Linked DNA regions of Mus musculus: all the other regions are linked to region 1. The links are chromatin contacts, called in public promoter capture Hi-C maps. All regions are on one chromosome and are shown on one strand. The core of a region is the stretch at or near the end of the contact, and the rest is flanking DNA. Distances in the headings are between cores, read along the strand shown. Region 1 holds the start of Arpp21 (cyclic AMP-regulated phosphoprotein, 21). Region 2 overlaps Arpp21 (cyclic AMP-regulated phosphoprotein, 21). Region 3 overlaps Gm39431 (a long non-coding RNA gene).

What was found. Promoter capture Hi-C pulls out the DNA fragments that hold promoters and counts their contacts.
Region 2: a contact with region 1 is called in a promoter capture Hi-C map of pre-B cells, with 2.7 times the contacts expected there. The contact joins the enhancer-like site here to the promoter of Arpp21 in region 1. A contact is called at or near these places in 9 of 39 promoter capture datasets (HPC-7-derived erythroid cells, cranial neural crest, embryonic stem cells and 5 more), 1 of 15 datasets of contacts at CTCF or cohesin (large pre-B cells), 10 of 484 Hi-C or Micro-C datasets (the AML12 cell line, LSK cells, cerebellar granule neurons and 2 more), 5 of 115 datasets of contacts at active chromatin or transcription factors (the SCID.adh cell line, embryonic stem cells and large pre-B cells) and 5 of 9 other capture datasets (adipose tissue, embryonic stem cells, liver and 2 more).
Region 3: a contact with region 1 is called in a promoter capture Hi-C map of hippocampal neurons, with 4 times the contacts expected there. The contact joins the enhancer-like site here to the promoter of Arpp21 in region 1. A contact is called at or near these places in 1 of 39 promoter capture datasets (hippocampal neurons), 2 of 484 Hi-C or Micro-C datasets (cortical neurons and olfactory sensory neurons), 1 of 115 datasets of contacts at active chromatin or transcription factors (the SCID.adh cell line) and 3 of 9 other capture datasets (adipose tissue, liver and pancreatic islet).

The regions. Positions count from the first base shown.
Region 1 is chr9:112,231,828-112,234,789 of GRCm38.p6, forward strand. Arpp21 (cyclic AMP-regulated phosphoprotein, 21) reads right to left here and starts at 1,485. Exons shown (of 21, transcript NM_001362020.1): 1 at 1,265-1,485. It also overlaps a transcript of 2900079G21Rik not described here.
Region 2 is chr9:112,101,045-112,104,006 of GRCm38.p6, forward strand. All of the region lies in intron 19 of Arpp21 (cyclic AMP-regulated phosphoprotein, 21), which reads right to left. It overlaps Gm51694 (a long non-coding RNA gene), which reads left to right. Exons shown (of 3, transcript XR_003948255.1): 1 at 1-2,962. Among named protein-coding and RNA genes, the nearest start is that of Gm51694, 15 kb to the left of the region's middle. Within about 2 kb of position 1,562, at least 59 of the 459 cell types and tissues checked have an H3K27ac peak or open chromatin away from gene starts, as enhancers often do. A contact at or near this core is called in cerebellar granule neurons, pre-B cells and pro-B cells, where this site is marked.
Region 3 is chr9:112,360,004-112,362,965 of GRCm38.p6, forward strand. The region is part of intron 1 of Gm39431 (a long non-coding RNA gene); the gene reads left to right. Among named protein-coding and RNA genes, the nearest start is that of Gm39431, 53 kb to the left of the region's middle. Within about 2 kb of position 1,533, at least 4 of the 459 cell types and tissues checked have an H3K27ac peak or open chromatin away from gene starts, as enhancers often do. A contact at or near this core is called in hippocampal neurons, where this site is marked.

The DNA.
Region 1 (2,962 bases), core at 235-2,734:
TCACTCAAAGTTAAAGGGAGAAAATAACACAACTATTTCACCAAGTCCATCTAAAACCTCCAGATTCCCTTAGTTGTCACAGCTCTGGTGCAAAGTTTCAAGTTTATGACAGAAAAATCAACCCAAAATTCCCACAGCAGAAATTCAGATTATCACCATATCTGAAGCTGGTGGTAGTTTTTTTGAATCTCAGAATGTTTCATAAGGTCCAACCCATCTGCCACAGCAGAACAATGATTCAGGAATTTGAAATTAAATCTGCATTCATTACCCAACATTCTCACAGCCTATATTAAAAATAGTAGACACACAGGAAGTCCCCAGTTAGCATCTCCTCTAAGTTTTCAGAAACTCAAATTATTGAGTCTTCTTTCTAAGAACCAGCAAAGACGCTGAAGGAGCATCTAACCAGCTATTCAGAGAGAATTCTCTCATCCAAACCGATTGATTTCCATCGATAAGCTATAAGGACCCGATTCAAAAGACCACCTCTGCAGCCCGCTTTACCTTCCCACTCCCTTCTGCTCTGCAGTCTCCACAGCAGCACAGGGCTCTGTCTGTTCTCGGGCTCCTTTCATTGCAGAGTGAGATGCCCACTCCTTCATTAAACAGCGTTAAAAAACAGACTGCAAGGAACTCCTCAGTGCAGCACGCTCTAACAGGGTGATTGCTACAGTTCTCAAGTAACCACACTCAACTGAGATCTATGACAAGCAGTCACTGAGAGATTGGCAATGTGCAAATCTAATAAAACACACACACACACACACACACACACACACACACACACACACACACACTTGTCTGGGTCTGAACTGAATTACCAGCAAAAAGAAATCACCATATAGTGAATGAAATTAAGTCACCAAGAAACCTAATGGTATTCCCCGGAGGAGCTGTTTAAGTTTCTTTAAATATGCCTCATCCAAAGTACTGTTAAATAAGCACTCACCGAGAGGAATAGTTACTTTGTCATTCGGACGACATAAATCATACCCGGAAAGGAGAAACTAAGACATGTATAATACAATGGTCTAAAGCAATGCCTTTAAATTTACACAGAAACCAAATCATATTAGCACAGACGAGCATAGCAAGAGATGATCTTTTCCCAATCTTTGAGAATGGAAACATGTATCACTTTAAAAAGACATCTAAATGTATTCTCTAGAAATATAAAAATAGCCTGCCAGTCAAAGCGATTAGAAAGCAAAGGAAGATGAGGACAAAGGACACTGAGAATCAGACATAAGCAGGTACATACCTTGAAGGGCTACATAACCCCGAAGACAGGGTCTCTCATGTTAAGATCACTCTGCTATTTGAAGGAAGCATAACTAGCCCTAGTGCCTTCCAAATGACTGTCTTTCATGAAAATGACATTAGCTAAAATGCCACTCAGACATCAAGCCCTATAGTAACATAATCCTGAAAGAGAGGGTCTACTTAGGCTGAAGAGCATATCAAAGGCTCTCTGATTTTCACAGAATTACAAAAAAAAAAAAAAAAAGGAAACAAGAAGTGCCTCCCTGCCTGCCCTGTCTACTTTGCTGCTTACTTAAAGCAGTAAACTGCAGAGTTGGGTTCCAAGGCAGATGAGGAAAGGGTGGGCACAGTTTAGATTTATTCTGCATTGGAGCAAAATTTGAAAAAAAAATACAGATTCATTTCCATTCTAGAGACTGTCATTCTAGCTTGCAGAAGCTGCATCCTTTGAGAAGGCAGAGAGCGAAATGATGGTCTCCATCTGCAACACGTTCTTAGGGGGACCATTTCTAGCAACCTCACCGTACACCTCCCATCCCGCCATGACATTACCTTCCTCATTGCTTTTTTTTTTTCTTAAGACTTAGGCTCCAGTCTTAGTCTGTGTCTGTAAAAGGTGATCAAGCTTTGAATTTAATACATCCGTGACATCCATGCTAAGCCATGTAATTTCTCTTCCGAAGAAACTTTTTAAAACACTTGCCTGATACAGATCCAATCCTACTATCACATTTATCACCCGAGACAGATAACGTTACACCAGAGGCTGTCATGGAAATGACTTCAAGATTTAAAAAAAATAAAGCAAAAAATTATCCTCCTCTCCCTCCCTTCTCCGACCTCTTGGGACCCAGGACCTCTGTGGTAACTGAGGAAAGTGACAAGTTTTCAACTGAAACAAGAGAATGTCCAAACTTGGCACCATAAAACCCATATAAAATTACTGGAAACTTCTGTTACAGAAAGCATCGTCCCTTTCAATTCCCTTCCCAGATTTCAATTTCTGCCTGCTTTGAGGGAAAGAGAGTCCACCCATGCCTTCCGCCGAGACATAGAAACAAGATAAACAACACAGAAACGACAAACAGGTCAAAGGGAAAGCACAGATAGATGGTAGAAAGAAAAAAAAAGGGGGAGGGGGCAGCAGAAGCAGAAAGCCCCAACAGCCAGACACAAAGGGCTTGTGATGCTCATGTCGGAAGACTTGGCTCTTTACCTGAAGGAACAGTGGAGTGACCCAGCGTCCCGGGTGCCTTGACTGACTGGATTTCGTTTGGGGCTTTTGTGAGTAATTATTGTTTCTCAGTGAATGCTTTGGTTGGGTCAGTTTGGTTTGTGGCTTGCCTTTGTTGTTTGGTCGATTTATTTTAACTGCTAGCAAAAGGAGCCCTTGGCTTGGAGGCAGGGGTCCTCGCGCTGCCCAGGCACAGCGCTGGTGGGGAACGCGTGGCTGCGGCTGTTGGACTGTCACCGCTCCGGACGCTTGGAGGTCTTCGCTGCTAGAGAGTCTGTATGTCACCACAGGCTGCTGAGCTCCTGTCTGTCTATTTGCCTGTCTGTCAGTCTGTCTGCTTCAGGAAAGGGGTTGGGGGTGGTGTCCAGGCTTTGCTCTGCTCCTCTCTCTTGGGAGTAGCCACCTTCTCCTGCAGCCAGTCCTTGCGCTGATCTGTCCGCCCCTCTGCGACCTGTGGTCCCA
Region 2 (2,962 bases), core at 312-2,811, 130 kb before region 1:
TGTTGTGGTGATACTGTATAAGGAAGCATCCATTAATATCTTGTGAGTGTCTTTGCATCATAAGTACCCAAGCCTGCTAACAGATCTCACATTTTAGTACCTTCCCTCCATTTGATTGCCTATGTTCCTACCCGTAAACACCTCTGAACACACTCTTAAAGACCAAGCAGGGAAGCAAACCTTTGCTGGCTGCATCAGATGCTATTTCTGGTGACCTAGAGATGCTTTTGAAAGTATAGATGGATATTCATGCTCAGCCCAGTTCCCATGGCATTCTCACCGATGGGAGTTCCCTTTGAACACTGGGAAGGAAACAAAACTCAGAATACTTTTCAAAGTAAGATTTGCTTCAGGCCAGTGGTTCTTAAATATTAATGCCATATTAATTGCTGAAGAATGCATATCATAGGAACTGAACTGACCTACGTTGAGTTTTAGAATCCATTGTGTTTAAAGAGAAAGGAAGCTTTTGTTAAGATTGAAGGAATGCATCTGCCCCACCCAAACAGAATCATTTTTGGCTAGACATTGGCAATTAGAGGAATTTGTGACTCCCCAAGTCCCCATTTATTAGTGCTCTGCATGACCCTTCCACACACCAGTCTAAAAGCAGGCACAATATGATTTCAAAAGCAGTTATTTGGCCCTGGTGTTCCAGTACAGGGGAACGCCAGGGCCAAGAAGTGGGAGTGAGTGGGTAGGGGAGTGGGGGGGGGGCATGAGGGACTTTTAGGATAGCATTGGAAATGTAAATGAAGAAAATACCTAACTTTAAAAAAAATCAGTTATTTAGGAATCATGAAAGAATGTTTTTCTCTTAGCTAGATTTTTTCTTTTAAATCGTTGTTGGGGATAGGAGGTGCGGTAAGGAGTGGGGCTGTGTGTAAGCCAGCAGTGGGGCCATGTATATTCCAGCAATAATCTCACGTTTTCTTTGGTGTGAAAGTTAGAGGAAAACCTCTGAGGCTCATCTTCACCTCGTTTTTTTTTTTTTTTTTTTTTTTTTTTTGTATGACGCAGGCTCCCTGACCCTCAGGCTTCTGGCTGTTCTCTTTTCTTCACCTCCCATCTCAGTGGAGGAGATCTGGGATTGAACATGTGCTCTACCACAGCTAGCTTTTTAATGTGGCTCCTGGGGATCTGAACTCTGGTCAGCACAGTTGTATGGCATGCGCTTTACCCACAGAGCTATCCACCCAGATCTCCAATTTATTTGTTCATTTGCTGGCACTGTGGATTGAACCCAGAGCACTGCACCTTCTAGATAAACATCCTACTACCAGGTTTCATGCCCAACTATGCCTTGGCTAATTGGTATCCCATTCACAGGCGCTGCCAGAGGATGAGTCTCCCATTCACAGGGCAGTGACAGGCTCCTTCATTTTAAAGTCTTCACAATTATAATTTGATTTCACAACATCTTCATCTCCATTTTTTTCTATGTACATAATATAGCTCAGGCAATCATGAAGTCCCCATCAAGTTCCTTTAGGACTAGCAGACATACAACTCCCAGCTGGTGTGTCTTTCCACTTCCTGCATCTACTCCCACGCCTGTTAGCTCCTCAATAAAGCCATCTGTTGTGATTCCTCAGAGGCTCAGCCTCCCCAGAGGCTCTCCAAACCCAAGCCAGGCTCCTGCTACAAATATAACAGAAACAGCCACATGGCAGCTGTCCCTTTACGAATGCTGCCTGTCAACCGAGAAGCAAATGGAAAGAATTCAAGTTGACAGTCTTTAGAACAATGCCACAAACCCTCGGGGCTGGGAGTTGAGGCAGGAGGATAGCTCATGTTGATGCTGGGAGCTGGTATTACTGAACTACATAATTTATACCCAGTTACTGTCACACAAGCCAATAATAATGAGCAAAGGAAGGGGGCTTGGACTCTTGTTAGTCTGATTCTCGCCATCCCCTTAACAAACCCTGGCTTAGTATCTTTTCATAGGCTTCTGAAATCTGTAAGTACACACAATCATGCACAGGATTTCTTGCTCTATTCCATCTCATTACTGAGATGGAAGGAGATTCCTACAGCGCTGCAGTGTTACTGAACAGGATGGGGACACAGGCTCACTCTTCCTATTTGGGTAATTTAAATTATTGACATTTTAATTCAAAGTACAAGTGTCTGTTGGCTATACTGGAAGGGACACGTGGCCAAAACAACATTGATTTTTCTGCCCCAACTATCTTTCTTCAGTTTACAGTGAATGAGACCCACACCAGCAAGTTAAGATACTTTGGAAGATACCGCATCAGAGCCATCACAGACTGAGCATCTGAAGGTAGGAAAATAAGTTTCACTGGATTAATCCACATGAGAAGAAAGGTGGGCATGGTGAGAGAAAAATATTAGAAAATAAATGACATTAACATGTTTTTTCATCTCTATTTGTACTGGGGAGCTAATCCTGCAGAGGGGGCATTGGCCTCAGCCTGCTTGGATTCCTGTGGTGTCAGCTGAGCAGGTAGCAACTCCGCAGAAGGGAGGAGAAGGAGTGGGCTTGTGGCTCTCCCTTCTGTGACTGACAGGCTCAGCAGTGGGGTACGAGAGAAGCCAGCCACTGTGTGTGCATATTCATCATTGCTCTGAGGAAGGCAGCAATCAGAGACCGAAGGATCGATATGCTGCAAAGAAGTTGAACTTTAGATCTCAAGTGGTGTGGGGTTATTGATTTCCCGGTGCTTCCAGGAAGCCGAATGCTCCAGGTCGCTCAGGTCATCTACGAACTTGCTGTGTAATATTTCCAGAATTAGAACTCAGTCGGCTCACCTTCTTAGAATGTTCAGTTTCTATGTTTGTCTTGCTACATTTTATATCATTATTATTTATTGTTGTTATTATTATTATTAATATTATTTTAAACCAGGTCTTCTCTATCCCCAGCTGACCTCACACTCTATATAGCCAAGGATGACCTCAAACTTCTGACTGCCCTGCCTCTAGCTCTTGAGTG
Region 3 (2,962 bases), core at 283-2,782, 130 kb after region 1:
TGTATAAGCACACACTCTGACAAATACACACTCTCACTTATACATACAGCAACACACACTCACACAATACACTCATGCACTCATTCTGCCAAAATGCATACACTTAAATACACACATAAACTGAAACACACAATGACCCATACATGTTCTCCATGTCTTAAAGTGATAATTGTTCTACTGTGTATAATGACAAGCAGACTGTGAGCAGAATTTTAGGCAGTGCTAATTACTAGCATAAAGGAAAGATTCTGAGAGAAGAGAATGTGTGTTCAGTAGATTCTTGATCTGTGACACAGAGGAGGAGATGATCAGTCATTTTTATCCAAAACCCAGCTAATGTTTCCCCGCAGTTCTTTCATGGAGGTGTTACCTGAAGAAGGCTACAGCTATCCACAGACTTCAACACAGACAAAGGTGTCACAGCTGAAGAAGGTACCATACAGGGAGGAAGGACCACATGAGGAAACAGGAGCCCTATAAGCTTACACTTGTGTTTTATTCCTTGTTGCTTATGCTTGAGACAAAATACCTACCAGAAGTCATCTCCAAAGAAGAAGGTGGGTGTATGAGTGAAGCAGAGTGCCATCAGTGAGCCCTGCATCCTCTCCAGGAAACAGAAATTAGCATAAGGCCATCTAATGTGGAAATTAATATTCCACCATCTCTTACTCTGTGTACCTCAAGAAATGTATAGACACATGCAGCGTTATTTTCTTTTTTATTGAGGCAACCAATATTAAAATAAAAATAGAATTAATAATTTAATAGCCAATGGAGACAAAGAGTAATAAGCAATAGAGGAAATGCTGAAAATTTCAAAGTAAAGAGGCACGGTGGATGCAAAATCCCAAAGCTGAAGTGAAGCACATGGAGCTACCTTAAAGTAAAAGGCCTCTACCCAGCAAAGGAAATGAATTAAATACAAACAAACAAAGAAAGGCAATGTAAAGATAGTCTATGCCTATCTTTAGAAAAGATAAAAGTTTTCCAACCAAAATGCTAATAAAATATTAATATTCAAATTACATAAAGACCTCATGCAACATAATAGCATATTAAAAGCATAAAGGAGTAACGAAATAAAAAGGAAAAATGTAAAGAAAAAAGGACCAAATAAATCAGTTTTAAAGCGGCAAAATTTTTGAATAGACATCCCCAAAGAAGACCTGATAATGCCTGGATCAGTAGCTCAGTCATAGAACACTTGCCTACCATGCTCAAGCACTTTTGTTCAATGTCCAGCTCAATCAAAAATAAATAACAACAAAACTAACAGAAACTTAACAGATACATGAAGTGGTGATCAATATCACTGATTATTGGAGAAGTATAAATCATAATATCAATACCTGTTATTCAGTAACTTTTCTATAGCTGTGGTAAAACCATGACCAAGGTAACATACAGAATTGTTTATTAGGGTTTTACAGTTTCAGAGAGAAAGAAGCCTTGATGATCGTGGTAAGCAGGCATGGTGCTGGAGCAGCAGCTAAGAGCTGACATTTTAAAACTGCAAGCTGGAGGCAGAGAGCACACTGGGAATTGTGCCCATCTTTTGAAACCTCAAAATCTGCTACCAGTGACATGTCTCTTCTGAGGAGCCCAACTCGGGACCAAGTATTTAAACCTAAGAGCCTGTGATCCCCATTCTCATTCAAACTACCACACCTGGTAAGATGGTCTCAGGCAAAACGAGGAGAAAGATAGTGATTGCTTTACTATTTGGTAGAAGAAAAAATTGTATAACAACTGTGAAAAATGTGTGGGGGCTCTTAAGCTGACGACGGAGCCAATATGATTAGACATGAAGTCTCCCAGGAATACAGGGAGACGAAATGCCATCGGGAGCTCACCACAGTCCCACCATTACCGTGTTCCTTCACAACAGTTCAAACAGAATCGACCAAGTTGTCCATCAAAAAACAACAAAGGACTTGATAGCTAAACAGAGGCACACTGAAATATTTAACCTTACAAAAAGAAGCTCCGGTTATCTAAAACATTCTGGACAAATGCAGAGGGTATTGTGTTAGTGAAATAAGTCAGACACAGAAATAAAATTATGCATGACTTCACACATCGTATTAGTTACCTTTCTGTTGTTTTGATAAAATGCTCTGACCAAATGCAATTTACAGGAAAAAGGCTAATGGTTCCAAATGGATAGGGTATATCCTAGCAGGGAAGGCATGGCACGTGGGTAGGGGAAGGAAGCTGGCTGGGAGGGGGAGGGGGAGGGAGGAGTGAGTGGGGGGGAAGGGCAAGGAGGAGAGGAGAGGAGAGGAGAGAGGAAGGGAGAAGAGTTTGGCTATGGCTATAAGCCCTCCTCCAGCAAGGCTCAATCTTTTAAAGCCTCCATAACCTTCCCAAACAGTGCCACTAGCTAGAGACCAAGTGTTCAGAAACATGAACCTAGGGGGTCTTTTCCATCCAAACCAACACACCTGTCTAAAGAACCTGAACACAAAGTAGCAGAGGTTGATAAAGTTGTTACCAGGGTTGGCAAAATAAATATAAGGGAGGTGGGGGTGGGATATGAAAAGATGGAGGACAGAATGTATAAAGTTATAATTATGTAAAATGGAGTGTATAACATAATTAAGGGGAAAGGGGGTGTAATGAATAATAATGAGTTGAATATGAGTAATTTACCAATAAAAAGATTGTAGGTCTTCTTACCAGGAGGGTGAGGGGAAGAAAGAGATGCTGGGTGTGCTAATTTATCTAACTAGACCAGCAAACTGTGGTCATAGAGATAAGTTTATGAAACATTATATCACTTCCATATATGCTATAAGTGCATATATATGTATATATGTAAGTATATACACCATGCTTACTGATTATTAGAATATATATATATATATATATATATATATATATATATAATCCTATTGGTTATTACACTATTTAAGTTTTTAAGTTTGAGGATTAAACAAAGAATGTCAAAACTGATTTAAAT